Linked DNA regions of Zea mays: region 2 is linked to region 1. A link is a contact called in public Hi-C data. All regions are on one chromosome and are shown on one strand. Each heading gives the region's core, a stretch centred on a gene start, on an enhancer-like site or on the middle of the called end of the contact. The rest is flanking DNA. Distances are from core to core; before and after follow the strand shown.

Region 1 (6,528 bases), core at 1,654-4,153:
CCAAAGAACCTAATCCCCATTGAGGAGGCCACAAAGGTCGGGTCTATTCCAATCCTTTCCCTCTCTCAGTAGGTCACACAGACCGATCGAGGATTCTCCTTAATCAATTGGGTCACTAAGACCCCGCAAGGGTCACCACACACTTAGGTGTCTCTTGCTAGCTTTACAAAGCACTTAGAAGAATAAGAATGAGAAGGAGAAAGCAATCCAAGCAACAAGAGCAACAAAAGAACACAAATGATCCTCTCTCAAGTCTCTAAGCAATTAAGTTGATTTTGGAGCTTGGAGGGAATTGAATGCTTTTATTGTGTCTTTGGAGTGTTTGCCTTTGCTCTTGTATCGAATGTGAAGTTCAGAAAACTTGGATAGCTTGAATGGTGGTGGTTGGGGGTATTTATAGCCCCAACCACTATTCTAGCTGTTGCTGTCGATGGCACACCGGACAGTCCGGTGGTGCACCGGACATGGCACTGTTCAGTGTCCCGTACGTGCCATGTCAGCTGCCCGTTGGGGTTTGGAGCAGTTGACCGTTGAAGTCCTTTGTCTTCTTGCTGCACCGGACAGTCCGGTGGCACACCAGATATGTCCGGTGCGTTCTGACTTCGCTGCTCTGATTTCTGACTTCTGCACTATGCGCTTTTACTGTTCACGCAGTCGGCCGTTGGTGCATTTGACTGTTGCTCCGTTGGCTCACTGGACACTGTCTGGTGCACACCGGACAGTCCGGTGAATTATAGAGGAGCAACTCCCTATGAAACCCAAGAGTGGCAAGTTCGCGTTGTGCTCGGCCTAGGCACCGGACAGTGTCCGGTGCGCCACTGGCAGCACCATTGCTAGTCTTTTCTCTAAACTTGGTTGAGTCCCCAACTTAATTTCTTTCTTGGTTTATGTTGAACCTTATGCACCTGAGATAAATGACAACTAGGCAAACTAATTAGTCCACGTGGTTTGTGATGGACGTCAAACACCAAAAATGATTATAAGAAATGATTAAGCCCATTTCCCTTTCAACGACGCTACGCTGGTTCCCGAGGGTATGAACAGAGATGTCATATCCCATTAAAGAGGCACGATGCGCCCCCGAAGACGAAAAAAATGGGGCAATGGAAAATAAAACGGTGGTTTTGAAATTACCATTACCAAAACCAGGGGCATGTGTTATCACCAGAATTTAAATGGGTCAGAAATGGGCCGAAACGCAGAATGGGCTGCAAAGAGTAATTTAGGAAATTGGAAGATAAGCCCATGCGCAGGAATTTTCTAGGCCAAGGCGGTCATGTATTTAGTAAAATAAGTTAAACTAGCTTAAAAATAGGTGGATAGAGCTCATCTTGAACACACCAAGGTTAGTGAGTTTTCGGACTATAAATGTGTACCTTAGGTCACCCATTAGGGTAATCATAATTTTTTACACGTTTTGCGACCACAAGCTTTGGCGCATCGCCGCCCCCGCTCTTAGGGTTTTCTACGGGTAACTGTCACGCCACTCTGATCGCATCTCGCGATTAGGGGGCGCCTTGCTTTGTTCCATCCGGTAGATCTGATCTATCACGGTTAGTCCATGATTCATCAAGGATCTATTTAATATCTGCATGATTAGGCCTCGCACACGAGCCGGATGTTCCGGTAAACTGTTGGGTGCTTTGTGTCGGCTCGAGTAGGGATTGTTCTAGGAATTGTCTCATGCTGGTTTTTAGGCCTCTGATCCGACCGACGCTCTGTGGTCTGTCATGCTTGCTAGGCCTGACTACGCGTAGGATGTTCCGATTATGCAATGAAGGCTTTAACCGTAGTAGTTTGGATTCGCTTGATGCGAGTGAAGCGGGGTTTCGAGAGCCATCGGCTCCATGTCTCACTGACGCGTGGACCCGATGCGAGCCTGGAGAACGATCGACTTCTTACAGCCGATACGACCCGGGAAGTCGAACATGGCTCGGACTGACATTTGCATGTGTTTATGTACGCAAGAAACCAACTCAGAGCATGTTGGCACCCTAGGTTGCGCTGTGTATTTTGGTGCTTTTTTTCTTTTCGATGTTGTGGGACTGCTATAGTGATTTCTACACTCGGCTTGATCGACATTCTAAACTATCGAAACACATGTACGTTAGTCGAGAATTCAGTTCATGCCATTTAAAGTGTGGCTATGTAATGTGTGCTGGCTAGATGGAACCATAAAGGCTACAATGGTCATACAAACATTGTGTGATTGTCCAATTTATGATTGTGTAATTTATGACTCAACAGAAATATTAAGGCTAATGTCTATAAAAAAAATAGTACTATGTAACTACTGTTGGATGAGTCCTATGTGCCTATCTATGATAGGCACAGTCTCTTGTCCAGGTTAAATTGTTAGAGCAACTCCAATAGTTATGTAAATTTTAGCTCTCTAAATTATAGATTTAAGAAGTTGCTAAATGTTTTTTAGAGTAAAAAAATGTGAGTTCTCCAATAGTTCTCTAAATATAGGTTGTAATTTTGTGTTGTATATATCCATATAAAAAATAAGTCACAAAAACTATATAATGCAGTCAACATTTTTGTTTAGTGAGTTGTTAAATAGTTGCCAAATGTAGAGAGAAAATGAGGTTAGATGACAAGTTCTTAAATTTAGAAAGTTCGTTTAGAGAACTGTTGGAGAATAGTTTTTATGTTAACTACCTAAATTATTGATTTAGAAAGTCTTTTAGAGAACTACTGGAGTTGCTCTTAGCACATTTTGGTTTGGTGCACCGTGATTATGGATGCATTTCTCAAGCGAGAAGGACAAAAAACCGCTGAATTTCTCGTTCTCACTTATATCCGCATTTCTGGCTCTGGTTTTTGCGCTATTTTGATTCCAATTTTAAAAATATAAAAGTTATTTATTGATCAAAAGCTATTTTGATTCCCTGAACCCTGGCCGCGACTGGCGGTCACTGGCAAAAGCGAAACGTCCAAGTCAACCAACGAGGCAACGACGCGGGCAAAGCGGCATAGGGGAAGCGAGAAGCCCAACCACCGAGCCCTCGCCTCAAAATCCAGCTGCCACGCCGAGCCCAAGCTCCCAATCGCCATGAAGCCGGCGGCGCGGCGGCCGCTGCTGCTGTGCGCGCTGGCGGCGGCGGCGGCGCTCTCCATCCTGCTGGTCGCGCCGCCGCCTCTCGCCGCGCACCTATCATCACTGCTCCTCGCCTTCCCGGCGTCGCCCTACGCGGGCGGGCCCAAGCTGGTGGTCCTCCTCGCCGGCCAGTCCAATATGGCAGGCCGCGGCCTCGCGCCGTCGCTGCTCCCGCCGCAGTTTCGCCCGCACCCGCGCGTGCTCCGCCTCGCCGCGTCCCGCCGCTGGGTCGTCGCCGCCCCGCCGCTCCACGCCGACATCGACACCCACAAGGCGTGCGGTCTCGGTCCCGCCATGCCCTTCGCCCACCGTCTCCTCCACGCTGCCTCCCCGGACCTCGTCCTGGGCCTCGTGCCCTGCGCCGTCGGCGGCACCAGGATCTGGATGTGGGCCAAGGGGGAGCCTCTCTACGAGGCCGCCGTCGCCCGGGGGCGCGCCGCTGTTGCCGCCGGCGGAGGCACCCTCGGCGCCGTGCTCTGGTTCCAGGGGGAGAGCGACACCATCGAGCTCGACGACGCCACGGCCTACGGCGGCAGGATGGAGCGCCTCGTCAACGATTTCAGGGCTGATCTCGGCATGCCGAATCTGCTCGTCATACAGGTCAGCACGCGGATTCCTCTCTTTTTTTCCTTCCCCCACTCTCCATGCGTTTCGTCATGGCGTCAGCTCGACCGATTTTATTTCTTCATTCATGGACATGGTCGAATTCCACATTGCTATGCCAAGCCTAAAAGCTTTTTTTTTTTATAATGGAAACATGAGTTCCGGCTTTAACATGGTAATGCGTACAGCCAACACAAGACAATTATTACATCAGCCAAGCCTAAAAGCTAGCTCCTTTCTTACTAGCAAACATCAGCGCCACTTCAGATGATAAATAATCCTGCTTTTACTTAAATCAACTGACAATTAAGGAACTGTCAGACCTCGCCGAAGACTCACCTCCTGTTGCCGGCGAGCTCCCCCTGCAGCCTTTCACAAACACACAGAACTCACACGAATAGAATTGGGCACACTCTGATTTTTGGTGCTGCGTAAAACTGCGCAGCTTTTCTGACTCTGTTTACTGAATAAAAAGGATTCAACAGAATGTGGCCAACGACCACCCGAGAAGCACGGCACGTCCCTCCACTTTGTGTGCCATCCCACACATAGGCATGCCGGCCACGACTACACGTACAGCCAATAGATGACTATACGCCTAACCTGGGAATAAAAAACAACAGCCTTAAGTAAACTAACTAAGACCCATGCACAAGGATTATTTCAACAATTCTCCTCCTAATACTTGTGCATATACTACTGTGCTGATCGAAGGCCAATCTTCATGCAGAGTTCTCTGAACTTCAGTTTGCCGAGAGGCTTCGTGAGAATGTCCCCAAGCTGCTCCTCTGTCCTGATGAACTTCACTTCAATTTGGCCTGAATTTGCATACTCCCGGATCAAATGAAATCTTGTATCTATATGCTTTGACCGGTCGTGATGCACTGGGTTTTTAATCAATGAAATGGCAGACTTATTGTCTACCCTTAACACCGGCTTGCTTACAGCTGAACCACTGATTTCAGCCAGCAGCCGAGCTAGCCAAACAGCCTGACAAGCAGCAGTTGCAGCTGCTATATATTCAGCCTCACAACTAGACAATGCCACTACCTTTTGCTTTGTTGATTGCCAGCTAATTGGACTGTCCCCCAAGAAGAAAAGAACTCCACTTGTGCTTTTCCTATCATCTTGATCACCAGCAAGATCACTGTCACTGAAACCCATCAATTTTGCTTTGCCTCCATTTCTCTTGGGATAGAAGAGTCCCCAATCCCTTGTTCCAGCTATGAATCTCAGAATATGTTTCACAGCTGTGAGATGCTCCTCATGTGGTTCTTCCATGAATCTGCTCACATATCCAACTGAGAAAGCTAAATCAGGTCGAGTATTAACCAAGTATCTCAATTTTCCCACTAAGCTTCTGTATTCTGTTGTATCAACACAGCCGCTGTCACTCTTCCTATTCAGCTTCAGCTTTGTCTGCATTGGAACTTCACAAGTGTTGCAGTCAGCAAAGCCACTCTGGTCTAGAATCTTGTTTGCATACCTCTCTTGAGAAATTGTAATTCCCAGCTCATCCTGTTTCACCTCTATGCCCAGATAGTAAGACAATACTCCAAGGTCACTCATTTTAAACACATCGGACATTTGTGACTTGAAATTTTGAATGATGTTGCTGCTACAACCAGTGATTATTAGATCATCAACATAAACTCCCACCACCAGTTTTTCAGCTCCATCTCCACGGCAATAGATAGCATGCTCAGAAGGGCACTTAATAAAACCCAGAACACCTAATTTCTCATCCAATTTCTGATTCCATGCTCTAGGTGCTTGATGCAAACCATATAAAGCTTTGTGCAGCAGATATACCTTGTGTTCCTGTCCAGGCTGAGAGAACCCAGGTGCTTGCTTCACATATACCTCCTCCTGGAGATCGCCATTCAAGAACGCCGTCTTCACGTCCATATGATGGACTTGCCATCCTTCCTGCGCCGCCAACGCCAGCAGCAGCCGCACAGCTTCCAAGCGAGCCACCGGTGCAAACACCTCATCATAGTCAATCCCTTGGCGTTGAGCATAGCCCTTTACGACGAGCCGCGCCTTATGTCGCACCACGACTCCATGCTCGTCCTTCTTGACCTTGAACACCCACTTGAGCCCGATGGCGCGCCGGCCAGGAGGCAGCTCAGTGAGCGTCCAGGTTCGGTTCTCCTCGATGGCGCGCAGCTCCTCCTCCATCGCCTTACGCCAGCATGGGTCTTGCTCAGCATGCGCCAGCGAGCTAGGCTCCTCCGCACTCACTGCAAAAAGTTGCTCGCTCCACAGAGCGCGCGCGGCGTACCCCGGTGTCGATGCAGCGCCGGTGACGTCCTCCACCTTTCGAAACCGTAGTGGTGCGTCATCGTCATGGTCGTCTAACGCAGCAGGTGGTGTGGCGAACTGCACACCCGGAGAAGCTACTCCGGCCTCCCCTGGCGTTCCTGGTGGCGTCATATGCTGCATAGCAGCCACCGGTGCCCCCGCCTGGACACCTCCTTGCCCCGCCACCACCCCAGATTGGATGGTGAAGGTGTCGTCGTCGCCATGATCCGTGCCAGTGCCGGTCTTAGCTCCCTCCGACCAGTCCCACTGGGCGGACTCATCAAAGACCACGTCGCGCGTCACGTGCACGCGCTTCGTGGCTGGATTGTAGGCTCGATATGCCTTAGATCCGCGCTCGTACCCGACGAAAATCATCTTGCGGCCACGATCCTCCATCTTCTTCAGGTGCGGTGTCGTATTCTTGACATAGACAATGCACCCGAAGGTCTTCAGGTGGTGTACCGCCGGCTTCTTCCCGTACCACGCCTCGAACGGAGTCTTGCCTTCTACTGCCTTCG
Region 2 (6,528 bases), core at 1,739-4,238, 260 kb before region 1:
ATCAATTCAGCAATGACGACGGGGACATCCTCGGCTCCGACAACAACACCAGCCATACACGCCTCTGCCTTGATCGCCTGGCTGGACGCATAGCCTGCTGTGTCGACTTGCTCATCGGTACTGGGTGCTCAAGGTGCAGAGGAGGAGTTGCGAACTAACTCGCCTAGCAAGTGTTCAACAAAATGTCTCAATCGCATCAGTGATGTGCTGAAGCCCATGGACATCTTCAGAATCGTTTGCACTGCTCCACCAACCACTCACATTTCACAGAGATAGGGACTGCTCACTCGAGCTTCTATTGAGCAGATATACCACCAACATTAATCCTGCTTCCTCCATTGGTAATGGTCTGTGGGGTCTTGCCACCGATGTCCCTGATAAGTGTCGACCATGGGATCCGGGTCTTCTCCAGATGCTAGGTACAAGGACACTTTTGAAGCAAAATGCAAATTCTATCGTTGGTGCCCATGGTGTTTGTCGCCCGCTCGAGTCACAACCACCAATATGCTACATAGGCAGTGTCTCTAATTTCAGACCGATACCATGGCTGTCCTTTGGTCGTAGACAAAATACCTTGTTGTCGATGACTATTTGGCCAACACCCAGATGCACAATGATGTTGCTTCCATCCTGCAGATGCTATCTTCCTAGTTGTTTAGTGGCAGTAAGTCTCCTTATAGCAAGAATACTTTCACTCATTGACCAGCAGCTAAAAGTAGTCCTGGTTGTGCATATGGAACCACTTAAGTGCTAAAAGGTTGTGCTGCAGATACATGTTCATCTACATGGTTGGTCAATGTGTCCATTTACTATTGCGTGCTTTTGTGGGAGGTTCTGTAAGTGCAAGACGCCATTGTTTGAGACACTCGTACATGTGGCAGAAGAGTCATACTTTGTGTCAAAGCACATCAGCATCAAGAGACCCAAGTGGTGCACGTGTTGTGTGATTCTGACGAGGAAACTTTTGATTTGGTTGCATGTTTATGGACTGTCAAGGCCACAACATGAGCATGTGCAGAGAAATTCAGGCATCTTGATGCTTTGTGTTGGGTTCTTGGCTAGCATAAAGAAGGAGCAGACTAAGTTAATCCTTTAAACAGTACGAATTAGCAGCGAAGCGTTTGGGCATGTGACAGTCTATTTTAGGATTTGCATGGGGCTGTTAATGGAGTACATGATTGTTCAGATCAGCGGTTGGATTGAGTTACCCAGGTTGGGTAAATTACAGTTGAGTACTAATTGTTGGTGCACAGATGGTTCTGAATGTGAGTCACATTGCCATTTTAGTGCACACTTGCATGGTTGTCCAGTTATCCCTGGAGTTTTCACGGGTAAATTGGTTGTCCAGTTATCCCTGGCTTTTGACCATAGCTTGCAGGGAAGGTTTGCAGCCAGGAATAGGGGAGCCGAAAGAAGCCTTTGTGCACTATTCAGTTCTACATATGTTCAGATGTCTCTATTGCTTGCATTTTTGCATTAGATGGTCTGCAATTTATTTCAGTCTCAACCCTACAATCTTAACAATATGAGAGAGAGCATGTTCATGGAGAGGCAACCAGGACCATCATTGCAACTAACACGACAGAAGTGTGGTGACACTATCCATTGCTTATTCAGTCGGGAAGTACATGAACAGCTGTAACACCCTGAATTTGGGGTATAAAATTTCTTTTTCTAATATTCACCAAATTCAGGTGTTACCCTCTTCTTCCTTTGCCTTTCTTTATCTTTCAAAAATATAGAAGGAATATTTTGCTTTTATGAAAGTATTAGATGTATTAATGAATCTCAAAAAGGGTTTTTGATCATTGCATCACATGCTGGAGCATTAGTCTTCTTGTTGTTGATTGAGTTGTAAGAGTTCAACGAGTTAATTTATTCTCTTTTGAGAAGCCCAGTTTAATTAATAATAGAAATTTACCAAAAAATATTTATTGAATATTCTATTTAGAAATATTATTATTTTTAATTATTATGGTTTTCTATTAATATTTCGAAAAATAACAAATATTTATTCATACATTTTGAATAACATGCGTTAAGAAAAAGAGGAAAATGAATTTCAAAATAAACAGAAAGAAAGAAAAGGCCCAGCTGCTCGGCATGTTCGTGGCCCGCTCGGCCTTCCAGCCTCGTCGCGCGCACAGGAGCACGAGTAGCGGCCATCCAGTTCATGGGCCCACCCGTCAGCAGGGTGCGGGACCCACTTGTTAGACCAATTTTCCTCAACTGCCCACTCCCTTCCCTAGCCGCCACTACTCTTGTTTCCCAGCCGCCAGGCTGTTCCTCTTCACGTACGTCCACGACTTCTTCAACCCCAAGCGCATTTGTTCCCTGCTCTCCTTGGCAACCAACAGCAGCGGCAACCAGCAGCCCGGCGCGGTGGCCGGCGACCAGGGCGTGGCAGCCGGCGGTGCGCCCAGCCAGCCGCCCGTGCCCGCCGCACCGTGATGCGTACGTCGGATCGCCGCTAGTGCCGCGTCCAGCTTCCGTCGCGAGCTCGGCCCTACGTCGCCCAGGCCCTCGTCGGAGCACCTCGCCATCCTGGCCGTCGTCGCGAGCGTGAGGTGAGCCCCCTCTTCTTCTCCCTCTCTCCTCTGGCTTCTCTTTCCTGTCAACGCGTAGCTAGCAACCGTCCGGCTTGCGGCAGGGACCTCCTCGCGTGAGCCCGCCTGGCCGCCATGCCCGACCAGCTCGTCCGGCCGCCATGGTGAGCCGCTGCCATCGCGCAGTCTGGCTGGTGCCTAGTGGCCAGCCAATGAATGGTCGAGCAGCCCGGCGGCAAGGGCCCCTGCGCGCGGTCGCAGCCAGCGTTGCCGGCGTGCCTGTCAGGCCCCGCGCCCCTTTCCCTGGCCGGCAGAACCGCCTCGCCGTGAGTGGCTCTGCTGTTGCCGTCCGCCTCGCCGTGAGTGGCTCTGCTGTTGCCGTCGTTCAACAGAGAAGAAGTCAAAACAGGAAACCTGCATGTGCGATACTTCTCCCATGGGCCCCACCTGCATGCGCAATACTTCTTCCGTGCATGTGCTTTTTTCAGCCATATGAACCCACGAACTCCTTGCATGTGGCTAGAAAAGTGCTCCCATATTAGACGAAGGGATCCTCTGCAACCATGGCTCTTGTGGCCCTTCGTGTGGCTGTGCTTTTGACCAATTAAATCGTGCCATGTCATAATGTCGTAAATAATCCACAAACACTATTTATTCAATATAATTTGTGTCATAAACCCATTTAAGTTGCACTAAAATTGTAATAATGTCACCAACGCGTTAGAAACACTATTATGTCATGAAGCATGTTTTATGTATGTAATTAATTATTTGTTTACATTGGTTATTAAAATAGATTTCTAATTAAAACTAATCTGTAGTTTTAATTTGTACGTTTATAATAAATGTTAGCATGATTAATATCAGCTCGAATGTTCTCGAATTAATGCTTATTTAGCATAATCGCGACATCTGTTATTGTTTCTCGCGTGTCGCTCATGCTATTCGCATGTGTCGTTGTTGCTGTTCGCGTGCCATTCGCGTGCGCCGTCACCGTCCATTTACGTGTGTCGTGCGCAATTCGCACACGTTATTTAATCATTTTGCTATAATCGTTCATGCTTATTAATTAATTCTTGTTTAGCCGTTGACTAATTGATAATTCAGTTTATCTAAAATATCTTGCGCAAATAATTTATATGAACTAAAATCAACCTAGAAATATAGCTTTGCGCGTTTAATCACAATCTAGTAGTATTTGTTGGTCGCGTCGTTTGTTAGCCGCAGATGGCCAGTTATTTGTTATATAATGCGTCGTAAGCCCATTTCTACTCGTCCTGGTCACGTGTTGATTCGCTCGTCGTTCGCGTTGGTCGCGCGCACTATTTCAGGTGTCGTCAGCGTGCTATGTCGCGCGTGTCCGCACGTCGTTTGCACGTTGTCGTGTTGTTTCGCGCATCGTAAACTCGCCTCATTTAGAATCTCTCGTGCTAATTATATTACTTATTTATTTGACAGCGGTTAGTGTAGCATATTTAATCAAAACTAAATAGTAGATGTAATTTATATTTGATAATGCCAAATTAAATGTCCTAGTTCATATTCGTTTAAGCGTAAACATGATAACTTGTCGACCGTAGCCTCGACCGTCGCGTTTCTTTGTCCTCGTGTGACCGTAGTAACACACTCTATTTTATTTTCCGTATTTTATTATGTTTTACTTGAATGGTGTAATGTTCTTATGCATATATATGGTTGTTTGTTTGTACCTGTTTGTATTCGATGTGCGACGCGAATAGATTGCGATCTGTTCCTGAGCTTCGAGGAATCGACGGTCAAGCTTCGACGACCAAGTGATCTAGCTCTTCGAGTTCCATAAAGTTGAAGACCCTGAGCATCTGTTTGGTGAAGGCAAGTGTCCCTTGACCTATCTCTGTCCTATACATACTTTAATTCACCTCCCGCATTACACATTTATACCTAAGGATTGACTAGCTTTTGTTATCCATGTCCTTGTTACCTGTCTGGGTTGGATTATTATTGCTTAGTCTTATGCTATTGCTCAACTCTAATCAATGAACATGATGAGAATTATCAATGATACACTGTTTTCCCTTCTTTTATTATGATGTTATACTTGTGGTCTTCAAGGGGGCTCGAGCGGTTTCTCGAGTGCCTCTCCGTAAGGACCTGTTCGTTGGATGACCGCCCGGGAAAACAGTGCAACCATGAGGGTGGAATGGGGTGCCCTTAGCTGAATAATTAGAGGATCCGGGGTGTAGTTCGCTTCGCCGTCATGCCGTCAATGGGGCTCGGTGTATGCGACTCGCTCTGCCAAGGTTGATTTGTCCCTTGGGGAGGAGTGCGGTACATTTAGGAAACCTAACGGGCGGCTACAGCCCCGGGGAATCTTTGTAAAGGCTACGTAGTGAGACCCTGCCTACTCACCTTGGGAGTGTTTAAGGGTCCGTACAACCCGAGGCCAAAAGGGAATCACGGCTCATGGGTAAAGTGCGCAACCTCTGCAGAGTGTTATGAAACTGATATATCAGCCGTGCTCACGGTTATGAGCGGCCAAGGGAGCTCCAGTGATTAGTGGTACTTGATCAGAGATGTTCGGGTTGCTGGTGACAATGAGACTGATGGTTCTTGGTTTTGACTCTGGTAATGGTAAGTGGTACTCTTTCCGTTTGGAAAGGAGTACGTTTGGGTTAATAACGTGGGTTAACACTAAAACTTGGCTTTCTATACTAGTAATAATAATCTGACCAACTAAAAGCAACTGCTTAACTTATCCCCACATAAAGCTAGTCCACTACAGCCAAACAGGATACTTGCTGAGTATGTTGATGTGTACTCACCCTTGCTCTACACACCAACCCCCCCTCCCCAGGTTGTCCGCATTGCAACCACTGCTCAGGAGAAGATGAAGCCGTGGAAGGAGACTTCCAGGAGTTCCAAGACTACGACGAGTTCTAGACGTGGGTTAGCGGCAACCCCCAGTCGGCTGCCTGTGAAGGCCGCATTTATCTACGTTTCGTTTTCGCACTTTGATTTATTGTAAAGACTATGTGGATGTCTCAGACATATGATGTAATCGACTATTTCCCTTTTAATACTATTTGAGCACTGTGCGATGATGTCCATGTTATGTAACTGCTGTGTACGTGAATTGCTGATCCTAGCACGTACATGGTTCGCATTCGGTTTGCCTTCTAAAACCGGGTGTGACATAAGTGGTATCAAAGCCGTGCTGACTCTAGGACCGCTGACCTAGAGTAGCATTGGCCATTTTAAGGACTTATTGATTATTACTTCACCTCATCCTTGATTCTGCTTCAAAATATTAGTCACCTCGACTAATTCTATGTTGTGCTCCTATATGCCCCCTTGCCAAAAAGTATTTTATTCTAGTATGGTCTATACTTCTCTCAATCTATTATATCTGATCTCATCTTGTGCTTGCGACATCTTTATAGATGCCCCCTGACCATAACCTTCTTGTCTTTTGGGATTCATTTCTCTTCCATCATTAAATTGCTACCATTTGACCATCTCTATTCCCTTGGTATTGACATGCTCGTACCCCTAGATTCTTCAATACTCTTGTTTCAATACCTACCTCTAATAAAAAAACCATGCTGCCTATTTAAACATTTCAGTTTATATGTCCATGATCTTACTGTCTTTTGAGACCCTTTCCTATTCTATTGTTAAGTCGCTATCTTTTTGGCAATTTGTACTCTCTTGGTCTTGGTATGCTCGTACCATTGGAATCTTGCATACTCTTATTTTATATATGCTTACCTTTATATCCCAATATCTGTTCAAGACATTTCAGTTACGTGTCCTTGACCATCCCTATTTCTTAACGGTCCATGAGCGATCATTTTATGTTGCACATCCTTGGTGATCTCGTTGTTCCTTTATAACTTCTCTCGATAATGAGTTCTTAATTCAACCATTCTATTGCGCCCTCACCTATGTTACCCTTGATTGTTTTCTCCACTTTGCCACTTCGCGAGTCTTGCCTCAACTCTAT

What was found. A called contact is a pair of places that touch in the nucleus more often than the background predicts.
Region 2: a contact with region 1 is called in a Hi-C map of ear, with 2.5 times the contacts expected there. The contact joins the enhancer-like site here to the promoter of LOC111590294 in region 1. A contact is called at or near these places in 4 of 25 Hi-C or Micro-C datasets (ear, endosperm, leaf and 1 more).

The regions. Positions count from the first base shown.
Region 1 is chr10:94,801,842-94,808,369 of Zm-B73-REFERENCE-NAM-5.0, reverse strand. LOC111590294 (probable carbohydrate esterase At4g34215) reads left to right here and starts at 2,903. Exons shown (of 2, transcript XM_023301219.2): 1 at 2,903-3,703. The coding sequence starts at 3,059.
Region 2 is chr10:95,063,476-95,070,003 of Zm-B73-REFERENCE-NAM-5.0, reverse strand. No RefSeq gene overlaps it. Among protein-coding and RNA genes, the nearest start is that of LOC100275815, 52 kb to the left of the region's middle. Within about 2 kb of position 2,988, at least 10 of the 20 cell types and tissues checked have an H3K27ac peak or open chromatin away from gene starts, as enhancers often do. A contact at or near this core is called in ear, leaf and tassel, where this site is marked.